Regions from separate parts of the Mus musculus genome. Here region 2 is linked to region 1. Evidence: chromatin contacts called from public Micro-C data. All regions are on one chromosome and are shown on one strand. The core of a region is the stretch at or near the end of the contact, and the rest is flanking DNA. Distances in the headings are between cores, read along the strand shown.

Region 1 (7,565 bases), core at 1,672-4,171:
TGTCACCTTGCTCTCTTGTTTACCGTCTTTGCTTCTCCTTGTCAGGGTGGGACTCCTGACTCATGATCTTTCCATCTTGCCCCACTCAGGCAGGGCTTATCTGGAGGTAGCGAGTGGATCATTTGCCATTCACTACAGGGGCCGCCTCTGTTGGTGTGTGAACCCTTTGGTTTTTGCTTTGTAATTGTTGATGTTTGTTCTTGTTCCCCTACCCCCACCCCACCCCCAGTGCTTTCTGAAAACTCTGTTTTCCCAAACTCTAGGTCTGGGGGTCAGGACATGTGCCAATAAGGGATCCCTGAAGGAAGGAAGAACAGAGTGGGGAGGCCACGTGAGAGCCTGAGTCAGAGAGAAGGGACAAGGGAAGAATTTCAATGAAAAGAAAATCCAGAGGAGGGAGAACGTAATACACACAAGCCAGAAGCTAGGAGACAGATGACAAGCAAGCCCCTCCCCCACCTTCAGGCATTGCTTTTCGTGCCCCCAAAATGACTGTGGTCACCAGAGGTTTTGTTTTGATCTCTTGGGAAATATTCTACCCTTGAAAACAAGACAGACAGACAGACAGACAGACAGACAGACAGACATGGTCATAAAGCTGTGGTGGAGTCCAGACTCCTCAAGGCCTCCAGTTCATTACCCAGAACTGAAAACCAAAAGCAAAGCAAAATGAAACATGAAGGTGGCTGGTTACACACATGGCTTTACTCTTTTAAGTAACCTAGCAATGCCTTATTACTTTTAAATGGAGCTCCTTACTAATGTGTGTTCATAAACACACACATACACATACACACATGTGTTTTCTGTTTCTTTGCCCTCACAGCCTCTTACCTCAGCCTCTCAAATGTTGGGATTACAGGTGTGCACACCATCTCTGGCTTGAGGCTTTTTTTTTTTTTTTTTTTTTTTTTTTTTTGCTTTTGCGCAGAGGGACACCTGAGTAACACCCTCACTGGGGAAGGCATCCAGGGCGAGGTATTTTCTAGAAGGAAAAGAGACTCTGGTGGCCAACATCCCTGGTGTCAGATTTAGTACCAGGGTGTGACCGAGGTCTGACTGCCCATCTCTGTGGGGGTTGCATTCTTCCTGGCTGTGACTGACCCCTCTGTGAGGACATTCTGAATGCCCCCACCCCTTTCTGAGGGAAAGCTGAATTCTTTCCTCTCATTGGCTTGGCTGACCACATGACCTCTTTGGGCCGATGGGAAGAGAGCAGAGTGATGCATACCACTTCCCAATCAAACCTTAAGCACCAATGTGGTTTTCTACTTATGTCATTAACCCATGACCTTGAGGCAGGAGCTAGGGCCTGGGCTGTTTCTTCAACATGACCCTCAGGATAAGACAAAAACAAAAGTCACAGTTGATTTCACATCTTAAGTAACTGACCATGATATTTTACTTGCACTAATCCCCCCAAATTCTGGGGTTGTCTCTACAGCCTCACCTCATGAAAGCTGACAAAGATTGGGAAAGGGTGCTGGGTTAGGCTTGGTCACAAAGTCCTGCATGGATCCAGGATGACGTCACCTGCTCCACAGCAGCCTCCAGGTTTGATCCGGTTTGAGCTGGATCTAACACTAGCTGGTTAAAACAAAACTCTGACTGTTATTACAAGAATCGGGATGTGTCACAAGCACAGTGGCTCCCCTGACTTTACTAGTGGTGATGTCAGGTGTCATTTTGCAACCTGTAACAGAGTCCTAAGTAACATCTTACTTCTAAAATCCAGCATAAAGATGAGGAAATTCACTGAGTTATTTGGAAAACAAAAAACAAAAAAACAATAACCAAAAAACCCTACACGCCCCATCACAAGGAAATATTGCATACATCACTCTGTATGGTAGACATTTGAAGTCATTAAAAGTCAAGTTACTGAGCTGGGGAGATGGCCTGTTGTGCCATACAAGTGTGGGCCTGCACTTAGCACCCCAGGACCCCTATAGGGAAGGAAGCCAGGTATCGTAGTACATGTTAGTAATGCCGGTGCTCCTGTGGGGAAATGGGAGGCATGTGTATATGTCTTGAGTCACACGAGCACAGGAACTTGCACATATGCACACCTATCACATGCCCTCCCCTCACACACAAATGAAATAGCTAGCTGTGTAATGACACAGGGCAGATGTTTCCATAACCATGAGAGATAACCATGACAAGGAGCTACAGACATGTGCCAGGCTGAACTTATGTAGCAGGTTAGGGGCCATGCAAGCTCATAGTTTTCTTGTTTTTTTAAAACTTACATTATGTGAGCAAGTATTTCACCTCGGTTATCAGGTACATACATAAGTATAAAAAAGACCAGGGGATTTCTGCCAGGCATGGTGATGCACACCTATACTCCCAGCTTTTGGGAAACAGAGATAGGCAGATCTCCATGGGTCTTAGCCAGCCTGATCTACATAGGTCAACTAGGGCTATGTAGTTAGACTCTATCTCAAAACCAAACAAAACTTGAAAACAATCAATCAACAACAACGGGGGGGGGGGGGGGGGTGAGAGGTGGGGAAACCAACCAACCAACCAACCAACCACCAAACAAACAAAACAAGACAAGGAAAAACAAGCCCAACCTTCCGGTTTTCGGGCTAACCTGTTTGTCTCTGCATTTACAAAGTTTTGCAATTGTCCTGCTATGAGTGTGTAGTACTTCAGTCATCACAAACAAGCAATTGCCATTTAAAAGTCTTGAGCGGTCACTTCTAGGCCTGTGCCTCCCGGCTGGGCCACCCAGGGGCCTTAACTGGGCCTCCTGGTCTAAGAATAAGCTTGTGTGTTTAATTAGGTCACTCTCCCGCCGACCTAGAATCTCTCTCTTCTCAGGGCTTAGTGTGGGCTGCCAGAACCCGGAGGAGCCCTTGCAGGTCCTTTGAGGCTGTGACAGGCAGGCGCCACTGTGGTGCTGCCTGCCTGTAGCTTCCTGTGAATTTGAGAAACTTGTCAACTGTCCCCGGGCGGGGCTGTCACCCTCTTGCCTCTCTAGCACATCCTCTTTAAAAATTAATTTAGCCTGCTTTGTTGAAGAGAGAGTGAAGGCGGATGAAGTCAACATCAAAACCACACGGGACCGAGAATAATTCACTAATTCATAGTCCCGAGGTGGCAGGCAACTATTGTTAATTGTTCCTGCTCCCTTCCTGGTGTGTCCTGTGTCACATACATTCAGACCTTGGCATCTGAGTAGTTGGAAGAGGCGACTTCTCAGAAGTTGCTCTGCCTGGGCACCAAAAAAAAAAAAAGAAAAAAAGAAAAAAAAAAACCTCCTGGAGGAAACATTCGGTGGGGTGAGGGAGCAGCATGGCCAGGGGTTCCCGACACAGGGCCTTGTGTGTTGAAAGCAGGGATGCTTCTTATTCCGTTTCTCTAAAATCATCATTCCGTGTGCCACTGTAATAGTGTGGGACATGGTGTGTGTACACATGTGTCCATAAGGAGACTGCGCACACGCACAAGCTGTGTGTGTGTGTCTGCTGGGCACTGTGCATGTGAGTGCAGGTGCCCGAGGAAGCCAGAAGAGGGCGTTGGATTCCCCCGAAGCTGGCGTTACAGGCGGTGAGCCACCCACTACAGGTACTGAATACTGAACTCCTTCCTGCCCTGGGCTCCTCTGGAAGAGCAGTACATATTGTTAACCACTGAGCCGTCTCTCCGGCACCTCTTGTAACACTTCTGTTTGGAAGTCCTTCTTTTAGCCTCTTGGCTGCTCTCTAAGAGTCCTGGTTCTCTTTCTTGGCGGAGGCTCCAGCAAGGGAAGCTTTTCCACGGAGCTGCGTCCCTTGACCCCTTACCCCGCCCAGAGTCCCACTGCTACCAATGACATCTGAGACTTCCACTTGGCTGCTCTGCAGGGTTCGTCCCTGCTCTGGGGCTCGGCTCAGCATTTCTCCAGTTCTTCTCCTGGCTTCCTGCCTGATCCCCCAGAGCTTCCTCTGTGGGCTTCTGCTTTGACTCCACGCCTCCCCGTTAATCCCAGGCTTCTCCATCCTCAGCTCTCGGACCTCCTCTCTTCATTTCACTCCAGCCATCTTCCTGTTGCTGAGTCTAGCTGTCAAGGACGCGGATACAAGATCCCTTAGTTCAGCGGCAAGCTCTGACCGGCCGCCATCTATCTACATTAGTTGGTTTTTTTTTTTTTTTTTAATTAAAGATTTATTTATTTATTTATTTTATATATGTGAGTGCACTGTTTCTGTCTTCAGACACACTAGAAGGATCCCATTACAGATGTTTGTGAGCTGCTATGTGGTTGCTGGGAACTGAACCCAGGACCTCTGGTAGAGCAGAACTGCTGAGCCATCTCTTCAGCCCGAGGTTTTTTTTTGTTTTGTTTTGTTTTGTTTGTTTATTTGTTTTTCCTTTCTATATTCGCGTAGTGGGTGAGTATTCATCCATCCATTGACTACAGTGGCTGTTGTTCTGGGTCCCGCCAAGGGTATGATTGCATACATACAGTAAATCATATTACTCTCACACTTAGAAAACATGGGCTTCTGAGGCATGTCTGGCAGCTGTGTTTCAGATTAGGGATGACAGACCAGCAACTCCCACATCTGTCCTGACCTGAGTCTTCCCAGTTTATGAGTAGTACTACAGCTAACTCTCACCTTTCAACACTCAAAGTAGAAGAGCCGCTGAGCGAGACTGCAGGAGCCTGCCTGATGAGGCCCCTGGATGGGCAGCCAGCCAGGAACTAATTTGACTAATCAGGACGTGGAGAGTCCAGAGCAGGAAGTGTCTGGAATGCTAGAGAAGGTGAGCAGGTGACAGAACACCCCAGCCACCCCACCCCACCCAGTGACACTGAAATAGCTAGCTAGCTCCTCGTGAGTAGGTAGCACCTGTCTAGAAGAGAGAATCTTATTTTTAAGTAGTTGGGCGTACTACCTAGATTAGTCCTTTTGCACAAGGGGGTGGGGTGGGCACAGCGAGGGGTCTATGGGGGGGGTTGTCGGTGTATTCGAATGTTGATTTCCATATCTGGAGATCAGGATGTCAAGGGATTTTAGTATTGTCATTATTATGAAGCATTTTCTGACTATTGTTTTGTAAAACATTGTTCTTCTCCACCTCTGATTGCTTAATAGAGAGCCAATCATCCTATAGCTGGGGGGGGGGGGGAGTTAAGGTGGGGCTTCTGATTTCAGTGAGGGGTCCTGGGTAGAGAATGGCCAGGGGAGGTGGCCAGGAGAGAATCAATATAAGGACATGGGTGGAGCAGGACCTGCCAGGGCAAAACTAAGATGGCAGGCACGGGGCACATGGCTGGCAGCATAGCCAGGTTGAAATAGATGAGTATCTGTCCAGGTGTGATGCTTTAAGATTATTAATAAATATATCAGGTCTCCATGTCATTATTCAGATACAAGGAAGGATGTAAAAAGCCCTGGCCTTTTACAGGGGCTGCTTCTCCAGAAGTCAGAGACTCACAGTAAATTACCACTTCTGCCCCAGGGGGCAGAATAGGGAGGTCACACCCATGCATTCCCGCCTGGTGCAGCGTTGGCCCTGGAAAACCTTTCAGTTCACTACCAGGGCAGTGGTAGACAGCCTTCATGGACTGTGGACAGAAGGATGACGGGTAATGCTGTGATTCAGTTTTGACTCAGCTCCTAGCCCAGGCTGGGCATGAGGCGAATGCTCCACGATTCTGTCTCACTACAGTGACCTCTGTGTAGGACTTGACGTTTCCATGTCCTCCGAGTTTCTCTGCTCTAGCCTGTGTTTGTCTGACTTGGGTCCCAACCTGTGTATCTCTATATTCACTCCCGGCCCCCCCCAACCCCCCAGTTGCTTTGTGTTGTGTTTGTGAGGTTCTGGAAATCACACCCAGGACCGTACACACCCTTAAGGTTTCTACCATAGGACCGCGTCTTCAGCCTGGTTCCCAGGTCTTGAAGGTTGCAGTGAGGAAAGTTGTGGGTGCTTGTTGAGGAGGTCCCCTTGCTCGGGCGCTCAAATTATCCCCTGTCTAGATCTCAGTAGAACTGATGCCCACACCCCTCTCCCCCTGGTTAGAGCCTTCACATGGGCCTCACACGTCTCTCAAACACGAGACGTAACCGCTCCTGTGCCCTCTGCCAGTTGTGACTCTCAGGCTCTTGCGCAGAGCGGCACAGCTGCTGAGCTGTGTGGCCCCTCTGGTTTTCCAGATGGAGTAGCAGAGCATCTCCTCGGCAGTCAGTTTCAACTAAAGAAGGAGCCCCGAAGAGTCTTGATTTTCTTTTCTTCTTTTTGAAACAGACACTCGTATAGCCTAGGTTAGCCTCAGACTTGCTATGAAACTGGAGGATGACCTTGAACTACTTAAACCTCCTGCCTCCACCTCCCAAATGCTGGGAGCATGTGCCAACATGCCCAGCTGAGAACCTTGCTTTGATGGTACAGCACAGTGGAGAGCCCTTGGCCTTTGGCTCCTCAGCACCCAAACTTGTGCTCTCTTTTGACTGTCAGAATGGGCTGTGTGGTTGGTATGCTTGTTCTTGGCTCCCTTCTTAACTCTTCCAGTAACTGCAGATTTTCCACTGGTTCTAGCCTGAGCTCAATGGGCAGGGACTGGCACACCTTCTTCCTATCCCGGGCCCAATATGCCCTGCCTCCCATATTCTCACATGCACACAGATCCACCCTCACACACACCCTCATACACGCATACATACACCCTCATACACGCAAGCGCCTACACTCACCTCACATAACTCCCTAGCAGCTTCCGCTGTTGCCGCTGTTGACATGGAAGGAGCAGAGTTCTTGGGAATGTCCTAATCTCTCACCCGAAAATTCTCCCTACTCCCCACCCAAGTAAGGGAAGCAGCCTTTGTCCTGGGAAGGGCAGAGCTATTTCTGGGGCTTAGTGTTCCACACCTTCCCTAGCAAATGGAGTTTACCCTCTGGCCACAGTCTAGTCAAGGTCCCTCATCAGCATACCTATTGGCAATGCACCAAATCTGAGTGAAGAAGGCTCCTGAACCTAGAACCCCAGTGGGCTCTGGTGGCCTGGCCATTGCCTCAGCCCATCCTCGGCTGGGTCCTAAGGTCCACTTCTTTCATACCTGCTAGTATTGCCTGATTATCGAGTATGTGAAAACAGAAACCCTGTTTTCTTAAGGACCTTATCTCAGACTCGTCTGTTATAAAGATTTCTGATATACAGCCTGTGTCCCTGTCTAGCAACTGACTCTAGAGTCACACCAGAGGGTTTCCCCAAGTTCAAAGGGGCTAGAAGGCCCCTCCAGCCCTGGGGCATGGGTCCCATGCTGTCATAGCCAGACTGCGGTGATCTAGGGTGAGGTGGAAGGTAAGACACTTGCCTGCTCTGCTGACCTCTCTGAGTGCAGGTATTCAGGAGTACAAAGCCACTGCAGGCTTGACTTGGACACTTGTATTTGTGTATGTGTTGTACACTTGTGTGTGAGTGTGTGCATGTGTGTGTGTATGTGTTGTACACTTGTGTGTGAGTGTGTGCATGTGTGTGTGTATGTTAATATGTGAAAGCCCGACATCAGCACCAAATATCTTCATATCTTCTTTCCTTCTTCCCTTCCTCCCTTCCTTCCTTC
Region 2 (7,055 bases), core at 1,125-3,624, 53 kb after region 1:
GTGGGGAGCTAGGAGTGGGTGGGTGAGTGGGGGGCACACCCTCATAGAAGCAGGAGAAGGAGAGATGGGATAGGGCATTTCTGGAGGGGGGGGTGAAGAAAGGGGATAACATTTGAAATGTAAATAAATAAAATATCCAATAATAATAATAATAATAAGGATATGTATGCATAGGTTACACGTAAACACTATTGTATTTCATGGAACATCTGGGGATTCTGATACCTACGAGGACGTAATCTGAAGTTGAAGTCTAGCTAGTGAAACAAAAGGAGAGATAGAACAGAGCTCAGTTTAGAAGGATTCCATCTCCATGGACCAGATCCCAAGTCTAACAGAGACTTGGACGAGAGAAGGCGTGAGGGGGCAGGCACGTCTCTAGCTTAGTAAGTCCTGTATCTTTACGCATTAGGAGTGACGGACAGGCCTGGGGAATGTAGGTCAGTGGCAGAGTGCTTGTTGTCTAGCATGTGACAGGCCCTGAGTTCCACTCACAGGACAGGGGAGGGTAGGAAGAGGGGAAGGAAGAAGAGGAGTGAGAAGAAAAGGAGACACAGAGAGGGAGGGAGGAGAGAGACATTATGGGTATGTTGAGAAAACAATTTTGGTTCATTTAATCCAGGAAGTAGAGGTGAGAAAAACCCAAGGTAAAATGACCTGGGCTAGGAAGATCTCCGGCATCCACATTAAATCAGGCACGGTGAGTATCCCTCTAACCCTAGGCACTAGGGGACAGGGATGAGTGGATCATGGGAGAGAGAGTGCTGGCCAGCCTGCTTAACCTAAGCAGTGAGCTTCGGGTTCAGTGAGCAATCCGGTCTTATGGGAATAAGGTGGACAGCGTTAGAGCAAGACACCCAAAATCCCCCTCTGGCATACACACACCAACCGAGCTACTCAAGTGGGAGGCAAATACACCCTGCTAAGCAAGAGAGAGAAATAACAGGGCAAAGATGGTACAGTGCTGAGAAAAGCAAAGGATGTTCTGTCCACCTCAAATACATGCCCAGGGAACACCAAAGGACAAGTTGGGAGGACGCTGGCATGCCACTGTTGTGGACTGACCATAACCAACTCTCCTGTCTTCGTAAGCACACACCATAGAAATGCCCTCCAGTTTCTTGATCAAAATCTGCGCTGCTGGGAACCAACTTTCCCAGGAGAAAGAAGGAACCAGAAGAGCTTCCAGAGATGTGGGTAACAGTGTAGTGTAGAGCCTTCCTTCCTTTGGAGACTGTTAGGAAAAAAAATGCTTAAATTTCTGCCAATAGACAGCACTGCCTAGGGGTTGCTGGTTTTTTGTTTTGTTTTGTTTTTTAAGTCATGCCTGAAATCAAGGACTGAAATGCTCCTTTTGTTATTACAGGATTCACCATGATGCAAGTCAAACAGACTGGAAACAGAAGGGCTGGTCCGTTCATTGCTGTTAGCAACCGGGGCAACAAAGCCAGTGTAACTATGGGAAGGTAAACTCACTTGGCGTTGGGGTCCTTTAGCTTTCCCTTGGCTGCCAGGTACTCCTGGAGCTTCTGCCACCGTTCTTCTGTAAAACATGGACACGAGCAAACACCAAAAACATTACAGAAAACCCTTTATATCTTTAAATATGATACTTCCCTGTAGCTATTTTGGCTTTGATAAAGTCACCAGTCCTGTTATGCTTGCTTTCAATACCAACGGTATCAGCCTGGTGCCAAGCTCTTTACTAAGCTGTTTACACTAACCATCAATCCTATGAGGTATTTGGCTGTTTGAAACTCAGATGAAGTGACAGGCTTAAATTTACCCACTAATGTGCAGCAAAGCCAGGATTTGGAATCAAGACTTTTTTTTTTAACCCTTGAGTTACAAATTGTGTGCCTAGGACGGTGCGCAGAACCGCAGGCCCATAAGTGAGGACAGAGTGTGCATCTCAAAGGTGACACGGGGGAGGGGCATACTGGAGAGGTAGAAAGGGCTCCAGGTCCCTCGGAGGCCAGGGTTCACAGCATCCTTAAGCCTCAGCCCACAGTTTATCAATCAACCTCCAGACAGCGCACATTTTATCAGTGAACCTGCAGAGACTCGGACTGGGGCCGAACCTGCCACCTGACTGCTGTCAAAGTTCTGGCCATAACTAGCAATGCAGGGGTGTCCCCCTGCGGCAACGGAGCGCGCCGCTCCTCGCCGTGGCCCGGGTCCAGCGTCCTTAACCTAACTGAGCTCGGGGGAGACTGAAGCAGGCGGGGGAGGCCTGGCAGCTTCTGGAGGCTGCCGACCACACTTACCCGCGGCTGCGCTGGCAGTGGGGCCGGGCCCCACCATGGCTCTACGGCGACAGTTTCTTCCTTCAAAGGGCGCGCCTTGTTCTAGTACGAGAACCGGGCGCCCGTCTGGACGCTCCTATTGGCTTCCGCGACTTTGAAATTCGCCAATAAAAAGACGGAGAGGGCGGGATAACAGGAAATGGACATTCGGCGATTCCCACTGGGGACCTCCCCTGAGGCTCTGCGATTGGAGAGTTTCTGAGAAGGCCCGCCCTATGGCTAGGTCACTTCCGCAGCGGTGCCTCTGAGGTGGGAGCTGGTGGGTGATGCTGGCTGGCGGAGGAGTGGCTCTAATTGTAGCCAAATTTGGGTTAAGGACGGTTGTGACAGTTGAAGAAACGGGGAGAAACAAGCCGGAGCCTAAGTCTCTGTGCTATCAGTTAGGCTGGCTTTGGCTGCAAATAATAGCATGCCAAACGAAAATGGTCCGTATCAGTTATTGTTCTCATTCTTGTAGCCGAATACCGGACAGAAACAACATAACTCCGTGTAGTCCCTGAGCAGCTCGCGGGAGCTGTCAAAATGGCGCAATCTGTCAAAAGTGTCTCAAGGGAAGGGCATCCTAAGACACAGGAGCTCAGGAGCCACACAGCTCTGAGGTGGGACAGTGTCCCCTTGGAAAGGCACCCTGAGACTCGGAAACCCAGAAACCACAGAGCTCTGAGGGTCAGAAGGTATTCCTGTGGAAGGACACCCTGAGACATCAGAGCCGGGGAACCACACAGCTTTGAGAGGAAGCCTCGTCAGCTGAGGCAGTGCAGTTCCCAGGGGAGGGTATCTCCAGCTCAGCCCAGGAGCTCAGGAGCCTCTGCCCCGCTCCACTTCTTTGTTTCTTCCCTTCCTCTGTCAATTGCTTCTTGGCTTCTTCCAACGCGAAAGTCATATGAGGCAGCAAATCTCGTAAAAGATATTTATTGGAGAAGGATGTTATGGTGGGAAGAGAAAAGGGCAAGGGGTTAGAAGAGTTTTTAAAAGAATAACAAAGATTTCCTAATAGAAAATGTAAAGAACAGAATTATATAAATTTAAGAATGGAAATAAAACATGGAAACATAATAGTTTATTTAAACAGAAAAACATCTACAAGGTAAAGTTAAAATGCTAACAAAGGCCTGCTAGAAAGAAAAAAAAAATCATGAAGGAAAGAGAAGGAAAAGGTTATCACTGGCATACCTAAACATTATCAGGTGAGTGAAGGAGAATAAAAAAAAAATCACAAAAGTTTTTGCTTTTGTTTTTGTTTTTTAATATGATAAAAAGCGCTGAGATGGCTGGGGTAAGGAGCATGCAGTGCTCTGGCAGGCCACCAGAGTTGGTTCCCAGCACCCATATTACATAACACATCTGCCTGTAACTCTAGCTCCATAGGGTCTGACATCCCGACATCCACTTGTGTGACAAGACTTTCCCTGAGGAGATGTAACACATGGCTACTTACTGCAGACAGACAAAAGCTTGGATACCACCAAAGCTCAACACGTCTTATCGGGGCTATGTACAAGAATTTGGGTGAAGGGTTACTGCACATTTCAGGTGTTCAATTATTGTTTCTGTGAATTTCCAACCCCACTTTCTAAAATAGAGTCTATTACTCCTGATTCTGACTTTCTTTTTCATTAGGTCACAGGAAAGCAGCTTCTAACCTGCTGTATTGTCTCTAAAACCACTACTTGGTTTTGGTGGTACATTATATGGTGAGTTTGTATGGACATCTACATCGGCATACACATGTACTGAATATGGATTGTATCCTTTAACTGAGCCTGGAAATATTATAATTTTCAGTGCTATCTATCTGTGAATACTGGCAGCTAGCAAAAAAAAAAAAAAAGAAAGAAAAGCTATGGAACCTGAATTTTTTTTAAATGCATTTTTTGGGGAAAACAACAAAATGTAGCAAAATATAGTAAGATAAAACAGAAATCATCATATATAAGTTGGACAAGCTATGCCAACAGAAAAATGAAAGAGCTCCAAGAGTAGGCAGAAGAATCAGAGACTTACTCATTTCCATTCAGGAGTCCCATCAGAGCATAAACTGAAAGCTAGAGTGTGTGTACAGAAACCTGGGCAGACCTGTGTAGGCCCTGCGGCTGCTGCTTCAGGCTTCAGGCTCTGTGAACGCATATGGGTTTTGCTCAGTTATTTTAGAAGGCCTTGTTCTCACATCCCTTCTGTCTCCCCGACTCCTGTCTCCATTTCCACAGGGTTCCCTGACCTCTGAGGGGAGGGATTTGATGGTGACATCTCCTTTAGAGCTGTGTGGAATCCTGGTTTTGTAAGGTGATGCTAACTTTAGTGAATTACGTGAGTGCTGACCAGTTGTCCCTAACTTTTAGGCAGTGAAGTAATAAAGACAACAAATAACAAAAACCCCTTCACTGCATCACAACAAAACATAACAACAACAAAACCCAAACCATCCCATTGCAAAACCCAAACAGAAAAGATAACAAATAAATACATCAGCTCAAACCTGTTTTATTTAATTATGATTAATAATAATGAGTTGATTGTTATTGTTGATAGTTACATGACACTGTGGTTTGAAAAAAAAATTGGAATCCAGGGGAAACACTGATTACATTCTAGAAAAGAAACTTCAGGTATCAGTGATGTGGTTGTCACAGTTAAGCTCTTTCCATCTTTAGATGGTTGGTGTTAGTTACAGGTGAGACTGAATGATGTAAGAATACCCAGACAGCTTTAAGGACGGGAGGGAGAAAGACTGACTCAATTATCATTTTAGATGCACAAAGTAAACAGCACAGATTAAGATCATGATGAAAGGGCTCCCAAGTGCAGGAATGTACGGAGAGCTTCGTGGCTGTGGAAAAAGTGTAAAAGTCTGTAGCATGGAGCTCTAGAGGAGACTACATCTAACTGACCACCTAGAAAACCCTGCTGCGAGGGTGCCGTCAAGCTCAGAGGATTTAAGGATGTTCCATAAATAATATAATTATCATAAATATATTTATAAATACATAGATAAAATAACTTAAAAATAACATTCAACAGTCTGTCTCCTTCTTGAGGTCTGTTACAGGAGGATTTCATCCAAATGATCTCACTGGAGTAAAACCCACTGAGGTAGGAAAGATGTAGCTATTGTCCCCTTCCTTTTGAAAATGACAGCATTAAGTTCTTATACCTTTATCCTACTCAACTGGCATTTTGAAGCCGAAGGTGCACAGTGAGATTGGTCTGTGAATTTATATTCCAAATGCATTGAGTGTGCTTTTCAGTTGTTTTATCCCTTTGTTAACCCATCTGTAATATGTGTAGAGTCTTTTTGATCCTCCTAAGAATGCCATGCAGAATAGTAATTAAAATGATTAGTACTGAGCAAACTATAGGGTACTCTTTAAAATAACAGATAGTATCATATGTCGGGGTGGCTCCACTAGGGTTTGCTCTTCTCTTACAAAGAGGGTAAACATTCATTTAGAATTACAGAGACTCAGCACATGCTGTGCAAGTGACTCAGGGTGAGGAAGGTTCCTGTACATGGTACATACAGACTGTCAGCACTTCCCAAGTGAATAGACTCCCGAAATAAGGCTGCTTTTATGATATCTGGAAGTCTGTCATAGAGGGCAGTCCCCGTGCCAGGTGCACCCGACTTTGTTCTTTGGTGGCAATAAACAGCTCTGGATAAGCAGCTGATGTGAAGTAGTTCTTAGAGTTGATACTTTTCCAGAAGAAAATGAGGTCGGTCTCACTACCTGTGATGAGTTTTGGTGTTTCTGGCAACTCCTGTGATAGCAGAATAGAATTCTGTTAGTGCATAAGAAGGCATTGGGAAAAAAAAAACCCTGAAGGGCAACCCTCCAGTATCTGGACTTCATGAGAAACAGCGCTCTCGAGCCTGCCTCTGCGATCTGGGTTCTTTCATTTGGTCACTCATCAAGCATTTACTGCATGCCTATTTGATGTATGGTCCAGATGATCCATAAGAGTTGATTACCTTAGTTAATTGGAGAGAAATCTCAGTGAGTCATGAAGACTGTCAATGATACCTGAATGTCCTAAATCCAGACAAGTGGGGGTGAAACGCTGCCTGTGTACATCCTGTCTTTAATGCTGGCACAGGGAACTCTCATCAAGTCTGAACACTGAAGATTGTAAGACTTCTAAACATTCTGACCCCTGAGTATTCAAATTAAACCTTTACAAAAACAGTGGAGCGTGGGATGACGTCTACCTCTGCATTTCGGTTGCAATCTGAAAGTAAACCATGTACATACACACAACAGCAAGTACCAGGAACTCCACACGGCTTCCCTGATCTGAGCAGCTGACTGCTCTGGGGATAACCCTTTTAGACTGTGTTCTTCCTCTGAGTATGAATACAACCCGATAATAACCTTCATGGCAAAATATATTGCGGATTCCATGTTGTTGAGACCCTCCCCCTTTTGTATTCTTTTAAATCTAAGAAAGCAACCTGATTAGCTTCCTTTGGGCTTTGAACTTTCATTAAGACCTGTACTATCCAAACCTCTTCATCTCCCCCTTTTACCCCCTTCCTTTGGTTATTCTACCTCCAAATGACTACACAGTCCTCTTCCTGTCTACATGGTCACCGTATTCTTCTACTGTGCTTCTTCTCTAACTTCCCAGCTGAGCTCTCTGCTCTCTCTAGTGCTTTTGTTCTGGACTATTGTCTATTTAAGAAATATAAATGGCACCAGCACCCTGCACCCTCTGAAAGCCTTTGGTGGCTTTCAACTGTATACCAAATGACCA

What was found. Hi-C and Micro-C count contacts between places; a contact is called where the count stands out from the background.
Region 2: a Micro-C map of embryonic stem cells shows a contact between it and region 1, with 2.5 times the contacts expected there. The contact joins the promoter of Ckap2l here to the enhancer-like site in region 1. A contact is called at or near these places in 1 of 39 promoter capture datasets (macrophages), 1 of 484 Hi-C or Micro-C datasets (embryonic stem cells) and 2 of 115 datasets of contacts at active chromatin or transcription factors (effector CD8 T cells and embryonic stem cells).

What each region holds. Positions count from the first base shown.
Region 1 is chr2:129,241,125-129,248,689 of GRCm38.p6, forward strand. No RefSeq gene overlaps it. Among named protein-coding and RNA genes, the nearest start is that of A730036I17Rik, 26 kb to the left of the region's middle. Within about 2 kb of position 2,922, at least 85 of the 459 cell types and tissues checked have an H3K27ac peak or open chromatin away from gene starts, as enhancers often do. A contact at or near this core is called in effector CD8 T cells and embryonic stem cells, where this site is marked.
Region 2 is chr2:129,294,838-129,301,892 of GRCm38.p6, forward strand. It overlaps Ckap2l (cytoskeleton associated protein 2-like), which reads right to left and starts at 2,375. Exons shown (of 9, transcript NM_181589.3): 1 at 2,268-2,375; 2 at 1,477-1,543. The coding sequence starts at 2,304. It overlaps Gm14023 (predicted gene 14023), which reads left to right and starts at 2,533. Exons shown (of 5, transcript NR_040371.1): 1 at 2,533-2,565; 2 at 3,927-4,000. It overlaps Il1a (interleukin 1 alpha), which reads right to left. Exons shown (of 7, transcript NM_010554.4): 7 at 4,773-6,062. The coding sequence ends at 5,874.